Regions from separate parts of the Mus musculus genome. Here region 1 is linked to region 2. Evidence: chromatin contacts called from public promoter capture Hi-C data. All regions are on one chromosome and are shown on one strand. The core of a region is the stretch at or near the end of the contact, and the rest is flanking DNA. Distances in the headings are between cores, read along the strand shown. Region 1 holds the start of Gyg (glycogenin). Region 2 holds the start of Bhlhe22 (basic helix-loop-helix family, member e22).

Region 1 (4,951 bases), core at 4-2,503, 2.1 Mb before region 2:
TATAAAGTTAATACAATATCAGTTAAAAATAGAGTGTAGTTTTCAAATGATGCCTCTAGGAGACCTGGACTAAAGAACAAAAATTGACTTTTTAACTTGTACTGGTTGAGTCTAGTGGAGGAGGTCTAAGCCCACAGGCCAAGGAGCAATGGTGTAGATATGGCCTAGGATGATGGGTGTGGGACTGTATCTTTATAGACCCTCTGTGAATATATAGAATCTTCTGCCACATCTAGTACCCAGTGCCATAGCCTAGCAAAAGAGTAGCATTTATGTGTTTACCTTAATGCTCTCACTGCTGCCTGGGGACTGGGGCAGGTGTTCGGCATCATGGAAGAATACCATATTGCATATCACTAACCAATGAAATATCAAAATTCAAAGTGGTTTCTGATGATGGATAATGCTTTTGAACTAATATGAAGTTGGAAATTGGAAGTTCAGCAACGACTGTAAGTTGAGGACTATATTGAGGATTGCAGTGCTGTCTTTCCCTATTCTTCAGTATCTGTTTCCTGCTTTGAGTTGATATTGTCACCGTTCATTATTGAGAAAAGATTTACAGAGCGCCGATCCACCATTGCTGTGCTTGGGCCGAGTGGGTGGGAGGGAGAATTGTGTTTGCAAGGTGCAGGCTACATTAGAAAAGTATTTCTCAACTTCCCCCCTGAAATGACAAATTGGCCTTCAAGATTTGTGAAATAGATGAACCGAAACAACTGAATTACCTAAGCAGAATTACGGGAACTTACTACCCTTTATCCAGAACCAGTATGCTAAAGGCACTGGGGCTTTCTATGGGAGTGTGTTGATCTGAAACAAACCTCTCCTCTTAAGGCTTATTATCATAGCAAAGTAACTTAACTTTCTGAGCCTGAGTTTCTCCTACCTACAAGTATATGGCATTATGGGATTCCTATGCCCTTGACTTGGTAAAAGGGTCTTAACTACCTGATTAAAACCAGTGGTAAGATTCTAAATATTTGGCAAAACCGTTCTCTTCAGTTTAAAAAGTTTAAATGAATACTGTAACTGGCGTGGCTTTCGAGAGGTCTCTGTTAATTGAAAGTTTATTACCCTTCCTTTTCCTGCCACAGGCCACACAGCTCTGCCCCCTTTCTTTCCCAGGCCCTGGAAGGAACGCCCGCGGCGCAGTCCCCAACAGGTGTCCCCTGGGCACAGCAGCCTGCGGGTCCCCAGGGTCGCCCCGCCCGCAGTGCGCACCGGGGAGGATGCGGCCTGGGCTTGAGCCTGCGCGGCCACGTGACGGCCGCTATAAGAGCGGCGGGCTGCGGACTCCCGCCCTCCCTGCTGGCCGCGGTCACCTACCGGCGCCCGGCTCCTCCGACCCACCCGGCCACACTATGACAGGTACGCCCCGCGTAACCGGGTCCCGCGACGTCGCCGCCCCTAAGCCCGGGAAGCTCCGGGTAGCTCGCGAACCGTGGAGAGCGGCTCCGGCTGCTAACCGAGCCGCGCTGCAGAGCGGTGGCTTCCGTCTCCCGCATCCGGGGAAGGCCAGGCGGGGTGGGGCGGGCGCCGGACGCACCGGGGTCGCACGGAGCCCGGAGGTGCTCCTGCCATGGGGAGCAGCAGGCGCCCTACGGAAACACCGGGTTGCGGCCCTGCTCTGGCCGCTGCACTGATCCTATTTTTAGGCCTCAGCAGCCGGGTGCTGCTACATGGGAGCCGGCTAGCGCCCCGGGCGGGCCTCAGTGCCACTTGTTGCAAAGTGTCAGGCCCTAGGCGAATAAACCCCAGGACTGGGCACTAGAGGTAACTGGCCCTTCTGAAAGCTTGAAGCTGTAGCCTGGGTTATGACAGCAACTGAACGGCCATCTGAAGGTTAAACCACCCAGCTGTCAATTGTCTTACTGTCCATTTGTAGGCTAAGTCTGGTGTTTTAGCTTGTGTTTATAACATCTGGCCCCTCCTTTTGTTAATTTAACCTGAGAAAGCATAGCGTAGCTTCCTGTAGTTTTTACATACCCGTTTATTACACCACCTCTACGTTTCTCCGCCACCTCCTGAAGTCTCTTTGGATTTAACACATTGTGCTCATTTTTAAGTACTTTTGGGGCAAAATGGTTTTGAAATGTTACTGTCTCAGAAATGTTCTAAGAATAACACAGGCGAGTATCAGCCGAGGTTGATGGATGTGGCAAATGTCATTACAGAGTATAATTGACTGGAGGTAGGGAATTCACAACTTTCTTCATCTTGGTAGTGTAGTGGGTTGTTCTGAAAGATGGCCCGGTAGTATGAGTTAAAATGGCTTTCAGGTTTCCTTCTGGGGAATGCGCTGGATAACCAGACAACCCACCCACCACACTGTCCCTGCTCAGTGGAATTCCCACTGCTTCTAGCATCCACACCGGAAAATAAGCAAGGGGAAATGAGGAAACCTGAGAGTAACACTGACAAAATCTCCTAACTCTCTTCTTGGACATCAGTCACCCCAAATGACTGCTGTGGAGCTTGAACCTTAGGATCCCTATGCGCTTTGGAGCCCCAGCAACTGCTAATGTTAAAGTCCCCGTCAGAGGTGGTCCCCAGAGTAATCTTACAAAAAGCCTGAAAAATCTTACAGGCTGATATAATGAGGACTCTTCAGTGGGAGAAAGAATTCATGTTTGACTTCTGTTCTGGATGGGGGTTTGGGAAAATTGGCATGTATGTCCATGTCTCTTGTTAGGGGAGGAGGGGAGAATGGGGAAGGTGGTATATTGCTCATTTTCCCAGAAAAGTAAAGGCAGCTGGCCATGGGTTACACCTTTAATTACTAGTACTTGGTATTGGAGACAGGGTTGTTGTCTGGTCAGCTTGGTCTATGCAGCCAAGCCCTAGCTCAGAACAATAAAAGCTGGGAACATAATTTATCGGTAGAACGCTTCCCTAACGTATGGAAGGTTCGGAAGCATGCAGATTGGGACCCCAGGGAAGAATGTGGGTTAGGATAAAGAAAAGACAGAGAAAGGAGATAGAGATGGAAGGAGACAACAAGAGAGAGGTTGGATAGAGTCGGCGTCTAAACTCACCAACAGTGATTGGTCTCTAGTAGGTAAGGCCGCTGTGGGAAGTTCAGTCTTGGCAGATGCTCAGTTACTTTCTGGGGTGGTGGGTAAGGAGGATCTTGCCTGGATGAAAATACCACTCACCAGGCCTTGTAAGAGCAAGGAAGTGTGCTTCGGAATATTCTCATCACCACCCGTTTCCTAAGCTCCACTCCCGGGGTACAGTTTGCTCTAAGGATTTGTATGGACTCTAACTGGGGTTTGAGTTTTGTGGTTGTTGTGATCGTCTTGGAGGTTACCTGGCATTCCTGCTAAGCTGCAGGTTTAGCCTATTCCTAGATAGATACCTGTGTGAGCTTTCCCACAAAAGGGGCCGCTGCCTCATTAACTAAGTTGATCTGTGAGATGATTTTGCTGAACTGTTGGTTGAGAGAACACCTGGGGAAAATTCTTTTCAGCTGAGATATGCTTCTTTTTCTTTGTATTAAGATCAGGCTTTTGTGACGCTGACCACAAACGATGCCTATGCCAAAGGTGCGCTGGTCCTGGGCTCATCTTTGAAACAGCACAGGACTACTAGGAGGATGGTTGTACTCACCAGCCCACAGGTTTCAGACTCCATGAGGTAAAGATTACCTGCCTGTCTGTCTCCTTGTCCTTGGAACACTAACACTCTTCTCCCTTGTACCAGTGGCACGGAGCCTGCACCTTCCTGGGGAGCGGAGCACTAAGTAAAAACAGATAATCAATGCCAAGCTAAAGATTATGGAATTTGACATTCCTTCCCCATTTTGGGGAGATGTCCCAGGATTCCTCCAGGGAGGTTCCGTCTGTATTCCATCTTCCTGATTCCATCTCAGGAGAGAGAACTGCCCCCTTACTGAGTCTTCTGAGGGGGATCCTGCCAAGTTCTGTCTGTCCTCACTCGTCTGTAGTCCTTTTCCCCCAAATGAAACTAGGATTGTATTGTTTCCTGCAAACAAGGAAACCTTCAGGTGCTATTGAACATTGTCATTTCTAGCTGATATTTGTCACCTAGTGATCTTTATGTATGAGAGAATAAAGTCCTTCTTATTAGGCTTCTGAAACTGCTATTTTGTTGGGGACACATGCTGCGAAGTGTAAGCTGCTTATTGATTCATTGGTTCATTTTGAGTTTGGAAATTCAGTTTGCGATATCTGTATAGTAAACTTAAGAAGATTTTGGTGTTTCAGCAGCTTTGTGCTGTCTTGTTTTTACTACCTCCTGGCCTTCTTAGAAATTGAGAATACCTTATATTTTTTTAAAATGTAAACATAGGCCAAGGGCCTTTAAAAAATAAGGCACTATACATATGTGCATATACATATATATGTATCTTCCACATTAATGACATTGATCCTACATGGCTCTTGAGAAAGGTGCTCCAAACTCTTTCTTCTGATATATCCATTAGTGAGGATGTGAAACACCCAGATCTGGTCTTGTACCCCACTACCATGACTCACTACAGTCGCCAGTGTCAAGGCCAAGGTTGCTCTGTGAACTAAAATGTATTTGTTAGCCAACTTACCTAACTTGAGAGATGAAATGCAACACCAATCTTTCTTCTGTTAAAGGCTTCTCAGTAGTTAAATGTTCGTATCGTTCAGTTTTCCTCTAGCTAGATACAGTGTCTGTTTCATTAACATGCCACTAAAGACATGGAAACCTGAATTCAATCCCCAGTACCCATATAAAAATCTTGCATCATGGTGCTACATGTCTGTAATATCATCACTAGGGAGGCAGAGAGAGTTGGATCACTGGAGTTCACTAGCCAGCCATCCTGACCTAGTCAGTAAGTTCCAGGTCCCACTGAGAAAAGATTTCTCAAAAAACAAAAACAAAAACCACCAAAGCAGATAGTTCCTGAGCATGACCAGTGACTTCAGCACGCACATGCTCTCCTGTGTGT
Region 2 (5,479 bases), core at 1,470-3,969:
GACCTTTTAAAATGCACAGCACAACCTGAAAAATATATTTGCCTAGTATGTTCTTACTTGTAAAATCTATTGCTGTGATGTTTTTCTGTTTTGGAATGCAAATAGGTCCCCTTTTGGAAAAGAGATCAATTCATTCATCAATTAAGAATACACCTTTCCTGTAATTTTTGGACTGAAGCAATTTATTAAAGCTCAATTTAAATACATGGACGATGCAACTGAAAATATCCAATGCCCTTTCAAAAACCTCAGCAGCTCAGATACATCAATATTTCTCTTCATATTTGTTGGCAAATATACCCTTTGAACACTAGGCACACAGTGTAAGTTAATATATAAAACAGAATTTTAGAAGCATTAAAAAAATCTACACTTAAGACCCAATACCTTAACACATAATAAATACGGTTGATGTGGATCATTGAAGAATAACAAATAAATACCATAAATTGTTAATACATCATTGCAGAGTAGAAAGCAACAAGGTGCACATAAATATTTTAAATGCAATTCTTTCAGCCACAGCCTGCTTTTTAATATCACTCTCACCAAAACTTTGAGCATTTTCACGGAATTTTAAGTTCAGAGACAATAAAAAATACAAGTCTTTCATAGCAACATGTCTCTCTGCTTTCCCCTCCACTTAAATAAAGTCTGCATTTCAAGTTTTTCTCCTGGCTCAGAATCAAGATGTATTTTCGAGTGCCCTTTCTGATTTGTCTGAATGAATATTCTGTCCCCGAGCCTCTCAACTCTGAACCCCTCTCCCTTTCATCACTTGCCAATTGTCAGGTGTTAGTAGGATTAGTATTTTGCCACTCAGTACTTTTCTCGTCTAATAATCAAGCACTACTTTTCAACTTATTTTCGCCTCCAAAGAAGACTGTACTTCCTTGAGATCTAGGGAGCCACCAAAGTTGCCACTTTTCTGAGGGGAAAAAGGAAGCACACTTCATCCGCACTAAACCTCCCTCTCCCCTCCCTCCCCACCCCAAAGACCGAGATTCCGGGCTTGCCAAGGCTGAATGTCCGGTTTGTCTCTGATACTTCTAAGTTCCTGCCTCTGCTTTGTTTGCCCTGCAAGTGTTTCACAACTTAGGAGAGGACCAAAGGAAAAGGAATGGGGAGCAGCTTCTCACTTTCCTCTAGCTTTGGGGTCGGTCTCGAGGTTTTCGAAGAAGGGAGTGTTTAAGGCTTCTCCGTGCACTGTTTGCAGAGGCTGGACGAGACGCTGTTGAATAGGGCACACTTCTCGGGGCAGGAGGCAGCGGGCGGCAGCCCTGCACTGAACGGGTAGCCGGCCGCCTGCTCGTAGGCGCCGAGCGCCGGGTGCAGGGCAGCGGCCGCCGCAGCCGCGGCCGCGGAGCTGGGAAGAGAGGCTGCCGAGATGGCCTGGCCTTGGTTGAGGTAGGCGACTAAGCGCCGCATTTCCTCCAGGGCCTGTGCCTGCATGAGGATGTAGTTCTTGGCGAGGAGCAGCGTGGCGATTTTGGAGAGCTTCCGCACTGAAGGGCTGTGCGCGTAAGGAATGACCGCGCGCAGCTCATCCAGAGCGTCGTTCAGGTCGTGCATCCTCCGGCGCTCGCGAGCGTTGATGTTGAGGCGCAACGCCTTCTGCTCTTTGGATTTCTTGCTGCTGCCGCCGCCACCGCCGCCGCTTCCGCCGCCACTTGTGGGGCCCCCCGGGGGGAGGCCCGAGCCACCATGCAAGTGGGCGTTGGAGCAGCCCTCGGCCACCTTGGCGCTGCCGCCCCCCGCTCCCGGCGATGCCCGCGGGTCGGGGCCCCCGGCTCGCAGCACCAGCTCGCAGCGGCCGTCGCTGTCGTCGTCGGGGCTCTGCTCGCCCCCGCTGCTCTCGGCCACGGAGCCGCGTCCGGCGCTCTCGCCGTACTTGAGGCACAGGGCAGCCCCCGCCGGCAGGCTGCTCAGGCTCGGCTCGCCCCCCACGCCCGCTGAGCCCACGAGCAGCCCCGGGACACTCACCCCGCCGCCGCCGCCGCTCGCGCCACCGCCTCCTCCGGGCGGAGGCAGCAGCAGCCCAGCCCCTTCGGGATCAGCGGGCTCGAAACAGCCGAGGGGCGACGAGGACGACGCCGGGCGTTCGCGAGTTGGAGGCGCCAGGGACAGGTCCATGCCCGGGGGTGTGGAGCGAAAAGCCGCCTCCAGGCGCTTGGCGGCGGAGGTGCCCAGGCTCTTGTGCAGGAAGAGGTCGTCTTCGCTCGCGGCCGCCGCACCGAGGTGCAACCCGCGTTCCATCGTCCGGGCCAGCCGCCACCTGGGCTGGAGAGTCAGGCGGCCGCACAGACGCGCGCCGGCGGGGTTCCGGAGCTGCTGCGTGCGTCGGTCCCCACGCTGCCCGCAGCCCTGTCCCCTTCTTTTTCTTTTTCGCCTTCCCCCGCGCTCGCCGCCTCCTCTTCTTCTTCTTCTTCGTCTCCAGCCGACGGTGCTGGCTGCTAAGGCTCACCATGGGCCGCGGCCCCTCATGGTGGGAGGCTGGTCTCGGAGGGAGCGGGGCTGCCGCCGCTACCGCCTCTGAGTCCAATCCCGCGCCTGCTCTACGCACCGTTTATCTTGCTTGGATTCACCTTCAAGAGATTTCCGGACCCATCAACCAGCCGCCGCCACAGACGGGGGAGTCTTTTACATCATTATCTCTGAGTAGGTTATTATGAAGAAGACTCGCCTGTTGGGACAGCGCTTTCTACCCAATCAGGTTAACGTTTTAATTAATAGGATTAAAACGGTAACAAACAATCGCAAGCGCTATCTGGCCGCGAGTCTGAATAGTTTCATTTCCCAGGTCTGAAGACAGGCAGCAGCCAGAGCTTTATAAAAGGCGCCTGCTCCATTATTCTGCCTGCCATCTGTATACACAGCTTAGCGCATATGTTTGCAAGGCGCTGGGTCCTGTTAGTAACCCAACAACTGCCTTTAGCTTGACATGTGTGGCGACTTTCACTCATCAATGAGCACACTAAAAGCCCTACTTAGAGCCGAGGATGTTCTTTGCTCCTTCAGCAAATTGTATATCCGCGGTAAAGACTGGGAGTCCAGTGGAAAGCCCCCGCCCCCACTGAGCACCCCCCACACACTACCCTTCACTGGGCCACTACTGTCTCAGCTTGCTTAGTTACCCTCATAGGAGAGAATTCTATATCTCCCTGTTAATAGCATGTCTGCATTTATAGATGGAACCTGGGGGCTGGGGGTAGGGGTGAGGTCCCTGCTGGCTTGTCTCGAATTTACCCTAGATTTTCAGCTAGTATGTCAGCAATGCAAGAGCCAACCCAGATTTTCTCCGCACCACTTTTCCCACAGCCCTCCACTGTCCATTTCCTATATAGATGGAAAAAAAATCAAACAATTAAAGAAAGCAACAAAATGATGACCAAGTTGCTTACATAGCCCGTTTGATTTAAAACTCGGAGGGGGCGGAGTGGGGGAGGCCTTTGCCGAGTCCCCCACGCTGTTAAGTTGGTGGTGAGAGAAGCTCACTGCTTCGTGGACAGAAAGAAAAGAAAAACTAGTCTCAAACTTTCCTCAAGATTAAATCCAGTTGCTTCGCAAGAGGGAACATTCAGAGTGGAATCTTCTCACACACCAAGTGGGGGCATTCGTGCATTTAGCTGCTCTGAAGACGTTTGGGGACATCTGGATCCGTCTGGGCTGTTCCTGCAGGGTTAGTTCAGGGCAGAATTGTGGAAACAAGAGCTGTCTGGATGGAGATAGTACACGTGGTCCTCGTGCTTCTGAGTCCAGTTTCTCGAAGCACACGATATTTAGTGGCTAGTTTTCATCCTTATAAGTAAAAACCGTATTCCCTCTTATCTGGCAGAATTACTGAAGGCTGTGCAGTTTGGGGTTTCTCTGGTTTCATTAAAAAACCTTTTAATTGTGGCTTTCAGAGTTGGCCCCAGGTGTTGGACTCTTTTCATTATATTTTGCTCTAATGTGATGAAATTCTAATTCTCTCCTTACCATATGGTTAAATTTCCCCACTGAGAATTAGTTGAAAAGGGAGAAATAATCTATTAATCTCTGTAATAGATTCACAAATGAGGTTCATCTCAGAACCTGTTTTTGAATGGTAATATCAGAACAGTTGGGCACCTTATTTCATACAGGAAACGTGAGGGCGACACAGAAATGTCTACATTGTCACCTGGAAAGGATGGAAAGGAACCTTGGTTCTACCCTTGCAGAATGGAAAAGTCATCTGTAACTGGTGTTCCTTCGGCTGAATCGGAACCCGCAAACGGACTGCTGGAAGCTGTATTGCTTGAGATCCTGCGGTTAACAGAAGGCCTGCCAATGTGTATAGCTGTGGACCATAGCCGCTTTGGTGCGGGGCGGTGCCTCTTTTGCGCTCTGGGCTCGCCGCCTCCTCTCTCCCTCCTCTGTTCCTCGCAGCTGTTAGCCTGTCCCTTTAGGAAGCTAAAGACACAGACGCGCTAGTGTTGTTGTTTGTCAATTAGCAGCTTTGTTTTCAGAGGGATCATAAAGGAAGGGTCTCTATAAACTTAGGCTAATGAGAGGCTCCTATCAGGCTACTAACACAAGATTGGAGGCTAGCACCATGGGGATTCTGCACAGACTGGCTAAAAGTCTTCATTAAAGTCTAACTTCGTTTGCCGGTGTGTGTTTTTCTTGTGCTCTCTAACTTTCCTTAAGATGCCTGAATTCCTTCGGGTTCTGGAGAAGGTATTTAAAAGGCACACGGTGTAGCAAATACCAGCTTGATAGGCGCTCTAACTGGCTCCGAGTATCTTCCAGGGTAACATCCAGGAGGAGATTTTACAAAACATGATGGCATGAGGCATCCCGGTTTCCCTTGTCCCACCTCTGATGCCTTCCAATCATCCAAAGCTCCACAACAGTTTTGCTCAACTTGATTCCCCTAGGTATTAACCAGCCACCTCTTCTGAGCTTGGGGGAAATCCCACAGCCTCCCCGAAGGAGTTGGTTGTTTGATAGTAGCGGAAAGTTGTGCTGGGGAAATGGCCAGAGAATTTATGGAAGCTTTAAACGCGGGTCTTATAACCACCTTCGGGGAATGGTCTTCCAGGTTTATGCACTCGTAAACTTTTGCTGATTGCTTCTGGGAAGTTGTCAGGCACTTAACACTGCATTTATCTTACAGGGCAATGAAAACACATCTGCCCGACGTCTCGTTACCTGGTTTAATCATCACTAACCCGAGTCACTGCCTCAACTTCCTTTCACTTTGGGTAGAATCAGACTGCCACTGCCGGGGTTCCGGCTCAGAGAAGGGTGACGTCCGCAGCTCCCTCAATATCTGTTGGCCACAGGAACTTTAGAAATCTTAAACTTTGATCTTGCAGAAGTTGCTAGAATCAGGGCCAGGGCTGCTGACGCAATAGGCACGTTCCAAAATAGAAGAGAAAGTCCAAACCAGAACTTTCTCCTGTAGAGTGAGGTTGGGGAAATCAACCAGGGCTCTAACACCTGACCTGAAGCA

Evidence for each region. Promoter capture Hi-C pulls out the DNA fragments that hold promoters and counts their contacts.
Region 1: a promoter capture Hi-C map of liver shows a contact between it and region 2, with 7 times the contacts expected there. The contact joins the promoter of Gyg here to the promoter of Bhlhe22 in region 2. A contact is called at or near these places in 2 of 39 promoter capture datasets (cranial neural crest and liver).

Annotation. Positions count from the first base shown.
Region 1 is chr3:20,151,418-20,156,368 of GRCm38.p6, reverse strand. It overlaps Gyg (glycogenin), which reads left to right and starts at 1,253. Exons shown (of 7, transcript NM_013755.4): 1 at 1,253-1,371; 2 at 3,504-3,639. The coding sequence starts at 1,365.
Region 2 is chr3:18,051,565-18,057,043 of GRCm38.p6, reverse strand. Bhlhe22 (basic helix-loop-helix family, member e22) reads right to left here and starts at 2,719. Exons shown (of 1, transcript NM_021560.4): 1 at 1-2,719. The coding sequence starts at 2,256. The coding sequence ends at 1,189.